Linked DNA regions of Gossypium hirsutum: region 1 is linked to region 2. A link is a contact called in public Hi-C data. All regions are on one chromosome and are shown on one strand. The core of a region is the stretch at or near the end of the contact, and the rest is flanking DNA. Distances in the headings are between cores, read along the strand shown.

Evidence for each region. Hi-C and Micro-C count contacts between places; a contact is called where the count stands out from the background.
Region 1: a Hi-C map of leaf shows a contact between it and region 2, with 2.9 times the contacts expected there. The contact joins the promoter of LOC107922953 here to the enhancer-like site in region 2. A contact is called at or near these places in 7 of 34 Hi-C or Micro-C datasets (cotyledon, hypocotyl and leaf).

The regions. Positions count from the first base shown.
Region 1 is chrA12:83,554,898-83,560,738 of Gossypium_hirsutum_v2.1, reverse strand. LOC107922953 (probable WRKY transcription factor 47) reads right to left here and starts at 2,184. Exons shown (of 6, transcript XM_016853160.2): 1 at 1,885-2,184; 2 at 1,745-1,801; 3 at 1,506-1,661; 4 at 1-245. The coding sequence starts at 2,091.
Region 2 is chrA12:83,497,537-83,503,724 of Gossypium_hirsutum_v2.1, reverse strand. No RefSeq gene overlaps it. Among protein-coding and RNA genes, the nearest start is that of LOC107922963, 6.5 kb to the right of the region's middle. Within about 2 kb of position 4,449, at least 2 of the 9 cell types and tissues checked have an H3K27ac peak or open chromatin away from gene starts, as enhancers often do. A contact at or near this core is called in hypocotyl and leaf, where this site is marked.

The DNA of each region.
Region 1 (5,841 bases), core at 935-3,434, 59 kb before region 2:
AAGACGTGCTTCCCTTGAATATGAACCGTCCGATAATGGTCGTCGTTGCCGTCCTTTGACACGACATCCATGGTGGAGGTGGTGGTGTTGGCTGGGGAAGAGGCTGACAGTTCTGTCCTCTTGTCGTCAGTTGCCGATGGCTCGTTCACATCTAATGTAGTCGATGGTCGTCGTGGGTCCATGGATTGTTGGATTGACATTATGGGATGACTCGGCATGCCTTTTACTCCTCCTTCCTTGTTCACCTGTTTCAGTACCAAACTCTTATTAAACCTTAATCATGATGATGCTTGGAATTAGTACCTAAGCTTGTCAATTTTTTTCAATTTTGAACTATGTGATTGGTGTAAAGTCATTTTCTAAAACAATTATATTTTTATAAAAAAATTTAAAATATGTCATAAATCTTTTTACTCTTTACAAATTTGATTTAGTCCTTATACTTTTAAGTTTAAGTTCTACTTTTCAGATTTTAACATTTAAGTCCAACTATTAAAACTATTACTATTTATTATATTTGTTGGTGTTATATTTTCAAATTCCTAGAAAGTTGATAAGTGGATGGACTAAATTCCTAGAAATAATATGGTACAATATCAGGAGATCAAAATTGAAAAAATTTGCCAAGTTTAAGGACTAATGTGGACCAAAAGAAAGTTTAAGGACCAAATTGAAAAAAATTACCAAATTTAGGACTAAAAGTTACTTTATCCCTTTCTATTAATGAGAGAAGAAAAATATTGCCTTGTTTTCCTTTTTGAACCAATCATCCATCACTACCTCTAAATCTATCAAAATAAAACATTAAGTCACACTTACTGCATACCATTAAAGCCTACTAAAGGTCAAGTGATAAGATCTCGAGTTTGAAAAAAATAACACCGGAAAGCTTCATTATTTAAGAGTCTGACTCTACTTAAAAATAACCGAAACCCTAATAATTAAGATCATGAGCTTCATTTTTTTGTGCTAGATTTGGGGAGTTGGAAATAAAGCTAATAGGCAAGTGGTTGAGTTATCGCCACATATTCTATATACTAGTTTCTACTCTGTGTAGCACATGGAAGATTTGAAGATAGAATTGTTTATGAATTTAATGGAAAAAATTAAGAAGAAAAGTGTTTTCAAAGTACGATGGAGGACTTTATATTAATAGTCGGATTGTAAATTAATTTCTGTGCATTAATTTAAAAAGCATATTAATTTTTTTTGTTAAAAATTTTAATTTTTTATATAGTTAAAAATTGACTTGGTTGATGGTTGATGGAATATCTCATCAACATGTTATGCATATATCATGTTAATGTACAAGAAATAATTTTTACCAGTACAAATAAATAGAGGTTAATTTACTTAGAGTAGATGCGAAAATTCAACTCTTAATCAAAAGAGCACATTGCACGTTAACCAATTTTTCTTTTAATACCACGTGAAGGAGAAACACCTAGGAAGATGATGAAGATAATATTTGAAAATAAATTTCATGGGTTTTGTTTTTTGGTCACCTGTTGTTTATTAATTGCAAGTAGGGCCTGTTTTTGTACCGCCATGAATAGTTGACCTTGTAGTTCATTGTAGTTTCTTGTAATATGATCCAACATGCTCTTCAGTCTTCGATTCTCTTCATGTAACCTTTCTAATTCGATTTTAAGAACACTCATCTGTTACAAAAAAAAAAAACCAATCCTCCATTAACAAAGCTTAAACTCAGTAACTTAAAAAAAATGAAAATGAAAACACTTACTTCAGTGTTGGATTTCTTTTCACTAGGCGTCCTTGAACTGACAAGATTTAATCCAGTCTGAAAACAAATATATTTTTAGTAAATTACAGTTAAATTTCCATATATATAGAGAGAGATGGGATAGTAATTCAAAACCTTACGTTAACATCAAATGAAGAAGATGAACCATTAGTATTAATCTTGCTGTCTTGATGATGATCGGTAGAAAAGAAATCCATTTCCATGATGTGGGGCTTGACCTTGACATGATCATCGCTAGAATCATCATGGGTTCGGTCGGATGCGGAGGATCTACGGCGGATGAGGTCGTCGGAGTGAAAGAACGGCGAAGGGTGGTGCTTTTCCATGAGTAAACGAGAAATTTAAAAGATTACTAGAGAAATAAGTGGGGGGAGGGGGTAATATGCAGTTTTTTTTTTTTTTGAAGCTTTCAATAAAGAGAGGAAAAAGGAGTATAAAAGAGTAAACGTGGACCAGCCGTTTTTTACTTGAGGGAGATATGACGTGGCAGTTGTTAAAGAGGGGCTACGTGGCGAGTTCTGGGCGAGGTAGGACGGAGAAGGGAGTTAAAACGGTGCGGGACGAAATTTGAGAGAGACAGAACCGCGTTAAATGAAAGAAAAAAGAATTGTAAATTGATGAAGATTTTATAAATTAGAAAATCGAGGTTATGCTGAATTTTATTTTTGTTACTTTTAATACTTATGGTATAAAAAATAAATATTTTATATTTAAATAATAAAAATTATATTAAAATATTATATAGAGTTTAAAAAGAATGAAATCTTTTAAATATTTTATCAATTTTTTTTTAAAATCACAAAATAAAGTTCAAAAATTCAAAATTCAAAATTAATAAAAATACTGAAAATCAAATTAAATTGAAGACCATGACGAGACAACGGGTGAGAAAAGTTAGGGTACGAGCAGTCCACGTTGTACTAAGGTCAACACAGTTGACGGCACGGCTTTATCTGAATCTGACGGTTGTTAGGGATTTAAAAGAAAAAATAATAAAGGTGGGGACCCGCTAGGTGAGAATACCTAATCCCACTGACTTATGAAGCCAGCTAGCCAGAGAGCCAGGCAAGGTCCTCACGTCATACTCATTTTTATTCAGTCCACGGCTCTTGGAATTTGGAAAGATCCCCTCCTCGGCTCCCCCGCTCATCTGGCTTGGCTGAGCCCAAATACATCCTAACAATTTACATTGGACCAAATATTTTCAAAATTATTCATTCAATATCAATTCAAATATGAATTCAACCTTATTTAAAATACATTCATCAAAGCGTAAATCTGTTTGTATAGAATGCTTGAATTAGTTTAGAAAATTGTTTATTTGCAACACGTTAGATTCAAAGTGCAGTAAATATATACGTATTTATAATTTAATTAATATATTTTAAATGTATTTCATGTTAAATTTGAGATGACAATTATATTTGATTAATCATTATGTAGAAAGATCCTAATTAGAATTTGAGTCCTAATTTGAGTATGTGTGTTGCAATTAACCTACTTAGAAATCTATATAAATAAGGATTATTATTCTATATATTGCTAGTGGAGTAAAAAAAATTTACAAACGAGTTCAGAATGATGCCATTTTTTTCAATGTAGTAAAGTAATAAAATAAATATTATTATTTGGTATAATGGCAATATATTTCTTTTATTCAACAAGGAGCTTTAAAAATTATCACATGTTTTTTTAAAATATTTAGTTTTTTTAATATTTTATTATATTCCTACAAAATATTTGTCAACTTTTAACTTTACTTGGGGAGTCTAAAACTCCACTACTAAATATTTTTCCCATAAAATAATTAAAAATAAAACTTAAGCTTGTGGAATAATTATCATATAAATAATCCTGTTTTCACATATATTTTCCTCTTGCATGAATAAATTTTATTTTATTTATCAATCTGTGAATATAAACAATTATTGGTGTTATATTATACATCGATAATGATAGTAGAAATAATCTCAAAGCAATAAAAAAGAAAAATAAAAACACATAGATTTTAATAGAAAACTCTTATCAGGAAAAAACTATGGGTAAATGAGGAGAAATTCACTAATATTGAAAAACAACAATACAAGAGGTTTTCTACTACACATGTTTTAAAGGTTAAACAACTTTTTTTTTTATAATCAATGTTTAATAGAAGAAGTATAGTCCTATATGAATTCAACTTGTGCGGCAAGGTTCGTACCGCGGGGCGGAGGTCAAGTTCAGTGGTGGATGGGGATCTGTGGTAAGTTACGACCTTGGTCCTTCACCCCTACTAATCCCCAAATTTGCCTCTCTATTTTATTTCTTTAACAACTGAGTTACATCTCGAATTTTCAAGTTGGAATTCGGGTCACACAACTCTAACAATCAGTAATTTATTTTTTAATATGACAATAAAGAAATTTTATAATTTAATTTTACACGTATATTTAAGAGAATATCATCATCATGGATATGAATATATAAATACGAAGAAAGATATATTCAGGGTTGATTGAGTCTTAGCTTGGCTAATAACGATATTATTGATAGTACAAGAGGCATGAATATATAAATACGAAGAAAGATATATTCAGGGTCGACTAAGTCTTAGCTTGGCTAATAACGGTATCATTGATAATGCAAGAGGACGTGAGTTTAAGGTTGAGATTATTGAGAGATTATAAATAATTTTAGGGATTATAAAACAATATATTCATGGAAACTTAATTTTAATTAGTTCCATTCAACTAACGAGGTTGATGATATCCCAAATATAAAATATGGTCTCCTTTTCGGAGATTTTTTTGAGTGTTTTAATTCAATTAAATTAAGAAAAAAAAACTCTTTCGTTATTATTATCCACAATACTAAAATTGGAGAAATTGAATTAGAGACATGGGAGTGTTTTTTCTACACCACTCAATGTATTATGAATTGCGATGTTGAATTATTGATTGCTCATAGCCTTAGGCATATCTATCAACTTAATAAGCAAGCAATAACCACAAAATGGACCGCCCTTTCCATGCAATTATGTTGGCAAATTGCGGAAGTCAAGGGCTAATCGCCCTTACAACTATACCTAGCTACCAATACTATTTTGTGTAACAATCTTGATGGTGAGAGATAACGAAAAAAAAAAATAAACTTAGTTGAATTGGAATTATTGTAATGACGGTCGAAACATAATCATATTTCATTAGCAGAAACTTTTGACTTTACTTGGTCACCCTTAACTTGATTTCAATGGAAGACCAAATTATTATATCTACATACACATATATGTACAAAATTGATTGACTTTGTGACCCTTATACAAGGTAATAAAACGAGATAATGATAAATATTGTCGAATTTGTTATTGTTTCATTGCTGACAAGTTTTAAATCCTCACTCATCTCATTACATTATTATTTGTTAAAATTTGAATTTATGGATATTGAATGTATACATAATCATGAATCATCCTATTTCAACTTATTTTATATTTATTAGTTGTATTCAATACTTTAAATGTGAAATTCACTTAGAAGAATAATTTATGAATATTTGATTTAAATATTTTTCAGGTTTATTATATAATATATTATTACTTTTTTTAAATATTACAATATGGGGCTAGCCCCATCCTACTTCGTCATAATTGTTTGGATATAAATATAATAATGATCAAGTAATTTAATTTCTCAAGTCTTTCTTTTCTTTTTTCTTTAAATTTCATATATAATAAATATTTTACATATTTCTTGACAAGTTCAAAGGAAAAGGAAACGAGGTAAGAAATAGTATATACATAAATTAATTTTATTCAAATATATTATACATAGAATCTTTTGCTTTTATTTCAAATCATGCCATCACTCAATGCACTAACTCTAAATTTTCATTGATGAGATGAGATTAAATTATTAAGGAATTGAAAAATAATTGTTGTATTGGAATTCAAAGTAGTGGTACTATTTTTATATATTCAAAAAGAGATGTTGAATGATATAACTTATGGTTAAATATAAAAAATTATATATCAACATTTAGTTTAATATGTAATATGATACATAAATTTGGACATGGTGTAATTATATAAATAACATTGT
Region 2 (6,188 bases), core at 3,200-5,699:
AAGATTCTTGGCCGCTAAAACTTCAATGATCAATCCAATCCAACTTCCTTGATTAAAGGGATTAGATAAGGGTGATCTGATTTGACCCAATCCAATCTAATCCTCCAAATATGTTTCCCCTGGTGATATAATCTTCATTGATGGGTTAGATATCATCCACATAATCAACACAACTCATAAATACCAATCAATAAATTGCCAGCATCATTAATATGGAAACTATCTCAAACAACTTCAATGACCAAGGAATGGGTACTCCCTCAGGCACTCAATTACCAATTCCATATTTTTCAACAATACTAATAGTATATCCAAACCTTAAACACTTACCTTTATGGCATTTGTTTTATCTTTGTTAAAACGTTGGGTTATCGGTCCAACCTTGAAAATTCATTTAATATTTAATAGTTTAGATAAATATATTAAACTTGAAAAATGAAATTCAATAAAATAATAATAAATCAATTAAAATATGAGATGAACTTGAGCTTCAATATTCTAAGGCCAATCTTGGCTTTACTTGATCCGTTTTCAAGTTTATAATATATACATATTAAAATGTGTTAAGCTTTTTATATTTAAAATTTTAATAAAATATATAAAATGGTAATAAAAGAAATATTTATATAGAATTATCAAATATTAAATAAAACAATATTTTTTAAAAACTAAAATATAATATAGAGAGACCTAAACAGACTCAAATTAATAATTTACAAATATAGATAAGCTTGATTAGAATTTTATGGGTCCAACTTAAACATAATCCAACAGATGAACACTTTAATCTCAATTAATGCCATTGGATTAGTAATTGCATACTTAAATTTTCTAAAATGGTAGTTTCATTTTCTTTTCTTTACTTGTTATTTCTTTATAATTCAATGGGTTAAGAGTCTCGAATTTAGAAACTCAAAACTTCTAGCACTTTAACTTTATCATTGAGCCAAAATTTTATTGATGACTCAGTAGTATTTAATTGATCAATAGCATGCAAGGGTCATTTAATCTTTTCAAATGGTGTAAAATGAAATTTTAATATAATGATAAAATTATACTTTAACCTCTCAAAAAATTCATTATAACAACCCGATTTTCAGTGGTGTCAGAAAACAGTGGTTAAAGACCACCAAATCTGACGAGTAAGCTCATAAATTTTATTATTTAGTATTTTACGAGTCAAATGTGATTTTAGAAAGATTTTTGCATTAGTAATTTGTGTTTTATAAGGATTTATTAGGTCAAATGATTTAGAAAATAAGGTATCGAGACCTCGTTTCTATAAACCGAGCTGTAAATATTTTTATAAATATTGACGAAGTGTTATTAAGGTAGTATTAAAGTTTCGTTAGAAAATTTTAACGTTTTGATAGTTAATGAATTAAAAAGAACTAAATTAAAAAAAGGTGCAAAACTTGCTAATTAAAAGAAATAGTAATTAAATGGCTTAAATGGTAAATAGGGATGACTTAAAGAGTAATTGGGCCTAAGTGAAGTGGCTGAGGTGGCATAAGCACAAAAAAATAACAAAATGATGTGATTTAAGGGCAAAATTAGAAATAAAATACAATTAAATAGCCAAAATGAGATTCTAATAGTTTCTAGACCATTTTTTCTCCAATTTTCTGTCCAAAAACACCATTGAAGAGCTCTTAAGTCTGGTTTTCATATTTTAGCTTCATGTAAGTTTAATTCTTGCCTTTTTCTTGTAATTCTTGTGTTTTTAAGACTTTTACAATTAAGTCCAACTAGCTATTTCATTAGTTTTTAATTTTATTGGAAATTTTAAAAGTTACCATTGATGAGTACTGGATGTTTTTGATGAAATAAAATAGATTTAGAGCTTTAACTTCATTGTATAACGATTTTATAAAGTGATATGACGATTTTATAAAGTGATTTTGATAGATATTGATTTTAGGACTAAATTGTGAAAAGACTTAGGGTTTGGTATTAAATTTTTGTTTATCAAGGGTTGTATGATAGCCTAGAATATTTAGATAATTTTTCAATTAAGAAAAATTAGTTCATTTGATAGACTAATTAATAAGGGACCAAATTGCAAAAGTTGTTAAAGTTGGAGTGATTATGTAAATTTGAAAAAAATTGAGAGGTATTAGTTGCAAAGTGAATTGGAACTGAAATATATGTTAATGAATGAGTAATTTTATATTTTAGAGACACGTAAAAAAGGAAAATTGGCAGAATTGTCCCTAAACTTCTACAAATCTTACAATTTAACCCAGGTAAGTTCGTATGGTTAAACTTTAATAATTATATTGAATTGATGAATGGTACTACGTATTTAGTATATTGTTGAAAATTGAATTATTATTAAGATATAAATTTCAAGTGAATATCCGAGTTAAATGAAACGCGGGATTTGAGTACAATCATTGTGTGGTGCAATACAGAAAAGGAGGAATTGATAGCAAATTACCCAAGTAAACTGAAGTTCAGCATTTGTTGCGAAATTTCGTGTTTACTTTCCGTTTAGCTCTCACGAGCTTCTGTTCAACTCCTATGAGTTTCCATTCAGCTCTTTTGAGCTTCTTTTTAACCCTTATGGGTTTTTGTTCAGCTCTTATGAGCTTCCGCTCAACCCTTATGGGTTTCTATTTAGGACTTATGTGCTTCTGTTCAGCTTTCTAGCTTCTGAAAACGATGTACTCTTGTCCGTAAGCCGTTCTCCGTTTTGGTAGGATTTGGTAAATGACATATGTAATTGAAATTGAAAGTTGTATCGTTTGTTATTGATATTGATTTGAAAGAAGTGTGTTCATCGATTAAGGTTGTGATTGACAGGGAGATTGCATAAATAATTTACTTATCTGATTTATTATATTAGGTTCGGTAAGATTTATGTTTAACCTATCGAATTTGCTAAGCTTCATTAAGCTTACTTATGTTGTTTAATGTCTTTGTAAATTAACGTGAGGTTGGGAGATCGGATCAACACATCAAGCCACTCTATCCAACTTGTTCCGATAGTTTTTGCAACGTATACTATGATTTATATGGCTTGTATAAGGTTGGTATGGATTTAATTAAAGTTTAGTTTGTTTAAATATTAAGAGTGAAGTTTTGTTTAAATATTCAACTTATATATATACATGTTGGTTTGGAAATGAAGTAAATTAAAATGTGGATGTGAATGATATATGCTTGTATGTATGTAATTAGTAGTAAATTTTAATAAATTATGAGATGGATTAAATAGGTAAGTTAAATTATTTGAGTATATGTGATGTTATGTTATGCATAAAACATGATTTTGACTTGTTTTGATTGCTTGCTTGGGATGTGTTGATGTGTCAAAATGTTGTGTATAGGTTGATATCAAAATGGGTGAGAAATGTGGCCTTAAAATGGCCTATTTTCGTTTACACGGGCAGAGACACGGGCGTGTGTCTCAGCCGTGTGTGACACAGGGCCTAACACATGGACGTGTGGTCTGACTGTGCGTCCCCTGCATCCTTAAAATTGAGAAATAGAATACCCAGGTATTTTCACACGGTCTAGTACACGGGCTATGGCTTGGCCGTGTGACCTAAGTCAGAGAGTTACACGGCCATAGACATGGTCTGGGACACGACCGTGTGCCCCACATTAAATGCCCACATGGCTTAAGACACAGGCGTGTCTCTTGGCCGTGTGAGCCACACGGGCATGTGTCCCCTGCACCTAGGAAGAATTTTGAAATTTTATGAAAAATTCTCTAAGTTTTCAGTTTAGTCCCAATTTATTTCTAATGCATAATTTGGGCCTCGAGGGCTCATACAAGGGACAATATGAGTGATTTATGATTATTTTCTAATATGTATGTTTAAGGATATGAAATGTTCTTGAAAAGTCCGATAATGCTTCGTAATCTTATTCCGATAATGGATAAAGGTTAAGGGTGTTACATTCATAATCCATTTCAAACCCCTTAAAATAATTTTCTAACTTCGCCTAGCTCGATTTTTTTTGGGGGGTGAGGGATTAAAATAAAGGTATATCATTCATGTCCATTCTATGGTCCATGAAGACTAATACTTTCGAGGTTCATGGTTAGCCCTCTCAACAATGTCATCTCTAGTATTCGAATCAAATTCTTTTCTTGTAAATATAATATATTTTACCATTACATCTAACACTTGTTGATTAGGGTTTTTTTTAGAGAAACACTAGATAATACAACATGAATTCCGTGTAATGCTCATCTTAATTGATGAGAAAACTAATAAAGAAATGGATGCCATTTCCATATTCGCTTGTGTTGTCATTTTCTTAATCCAAATGGGGAGGAAGGCTGACTTTATTTTTATCCAAAAGTCACGCTCTCCCTCTTTGCTTCCCGTGGGACCAAATTAACTTGTAATAAAATGATATTATATGTAATGTAGCCAATCAAATGGGCCAATTTGCCAACTTTCCTCTTATCAACTTTGAAAAGGGGGCGACATTCGAAAGAGAGAGACAAAGACATGAAAAAGCAAAGTCAAGGACTGTTGTAAGTGTTTCCACACTTAACCACCTTCAAGCCTTTTAGACTTTGAAGCTTCCCCATCTTCATTTCATTCTTTCTAATAATTGAGACCTTCTCCACACTCTCCCTTCACTCACCTGCTTTGTTTCGTTGTGTGTTGAATATGGTTTAATGGGATCTTAATCTTTGAAACGTTGTAAATGATTCTTTAAAGTATAGTTGTCGTATTAATTAGGATTTGTTTATTCACTTAATCTCTAGTTTAGGCATTAAATGCAAACACTCATCTGACATTAAAAGCATAATTATTGCATAGATGACTTCAACATGATGTGATAAAAGAAAAATAGAAAACAAAATTAAATTTTAAGGTAAAAGTACAGTAAAGATCACTCAAATTTTTTTTTTGTCACTCAATTATGAAAAGTAATAAAATAATCATTCAACTATTTAATTTTATTTTTTTTAGTTACCAATTGGCTAGTGTAAAAATGGAAACACTTAAAATCCAAGAAAATCGGATGATAAAAAAAGATAAAATCAAATAATTAAGTGATAATTTTGTAACTCCTCATAGTTGGATGACAAAAAAAAGAAACTAATAATTAAATAATTATTTTATAACTTTTCATAATTACATAAAAAAAAGTAACATATATTATATATACATGAAGCCTCGTATAAATACATACATGCAACTTGTAAATATAGTTGGGTTCCATATGAATGAACCCTTGACGTGCGAGAGAGGGGAGTGAGCATGTACTTGAGGCCTTTCATTTCAAATTGATATAAAGGAAAACTATCGATAAGTGTAAATACAGTGATAAGACATATTGTATTTTTAAAGAAATAATGTAAATTTAAATTTTGAATATAATATTATTAAAAATAATAATTAAAATTAGCATGAAAAAATAAAGAAAAACATTAATTGGTTTAGAAGATATGAGGGGGCTATTAATGAAGCGTTAGCCCACGTATATGTGTGGTCAAGGGTGATTGCATGCACCGCAATCTTTTGCAAAATTGTAGGGTTGTGTAAGGGAAACGAAACTGATTTTAATACAAAGCAATAAATCCAAACAGGTGGGTTGTTTTTTTTAGAAACAGTGTTGGAAGAATGGTCTCTTTGATAGGTACGGGAGAGGATTTGGTCATCTCTATTCTTAAAATTTTTTTTTATCTAATGTCACTAAAATATTAATAAATTTATATTTTGATCACTTAATTTTATAAAGCTATAAATTGATCATTAAACTATTAAAAAGTTTTTATTTATATCAATAGGAGGTTAAGTTTCTTTTTCTAAAAACTTGGATAGAGAGCTACAAGCGATGATTTGATAGTTTGTATGATTTATCAATACCCATCAATGAGTAAAAGTACGTAAATCTTAGGTCCAAGTCGATCTGATTGTCAGTGTCAGAGATCGAAGAAAAAATCTGTTTAGATTTTGGTTTATAGATTCATGGTGCTTAAGGCTGTTTCATAAAAAAAAATTGAACTATAAAAGAGAAAGGGAAAAAGAGATTTCGATTGTATAGACAGTGCAAGTAGAGAAGACCATAAAATAGTAATTTTAATAGTCTAATAGCTTAAATGAAAACTTTCGAATAATTCAGTGACCATTTTATAATTTTTTAAAATTAAATGACCAAAACGTAAATATATTAATAATTTAATGACCTAATTTTCCTTAAAAAGGAATTTAATC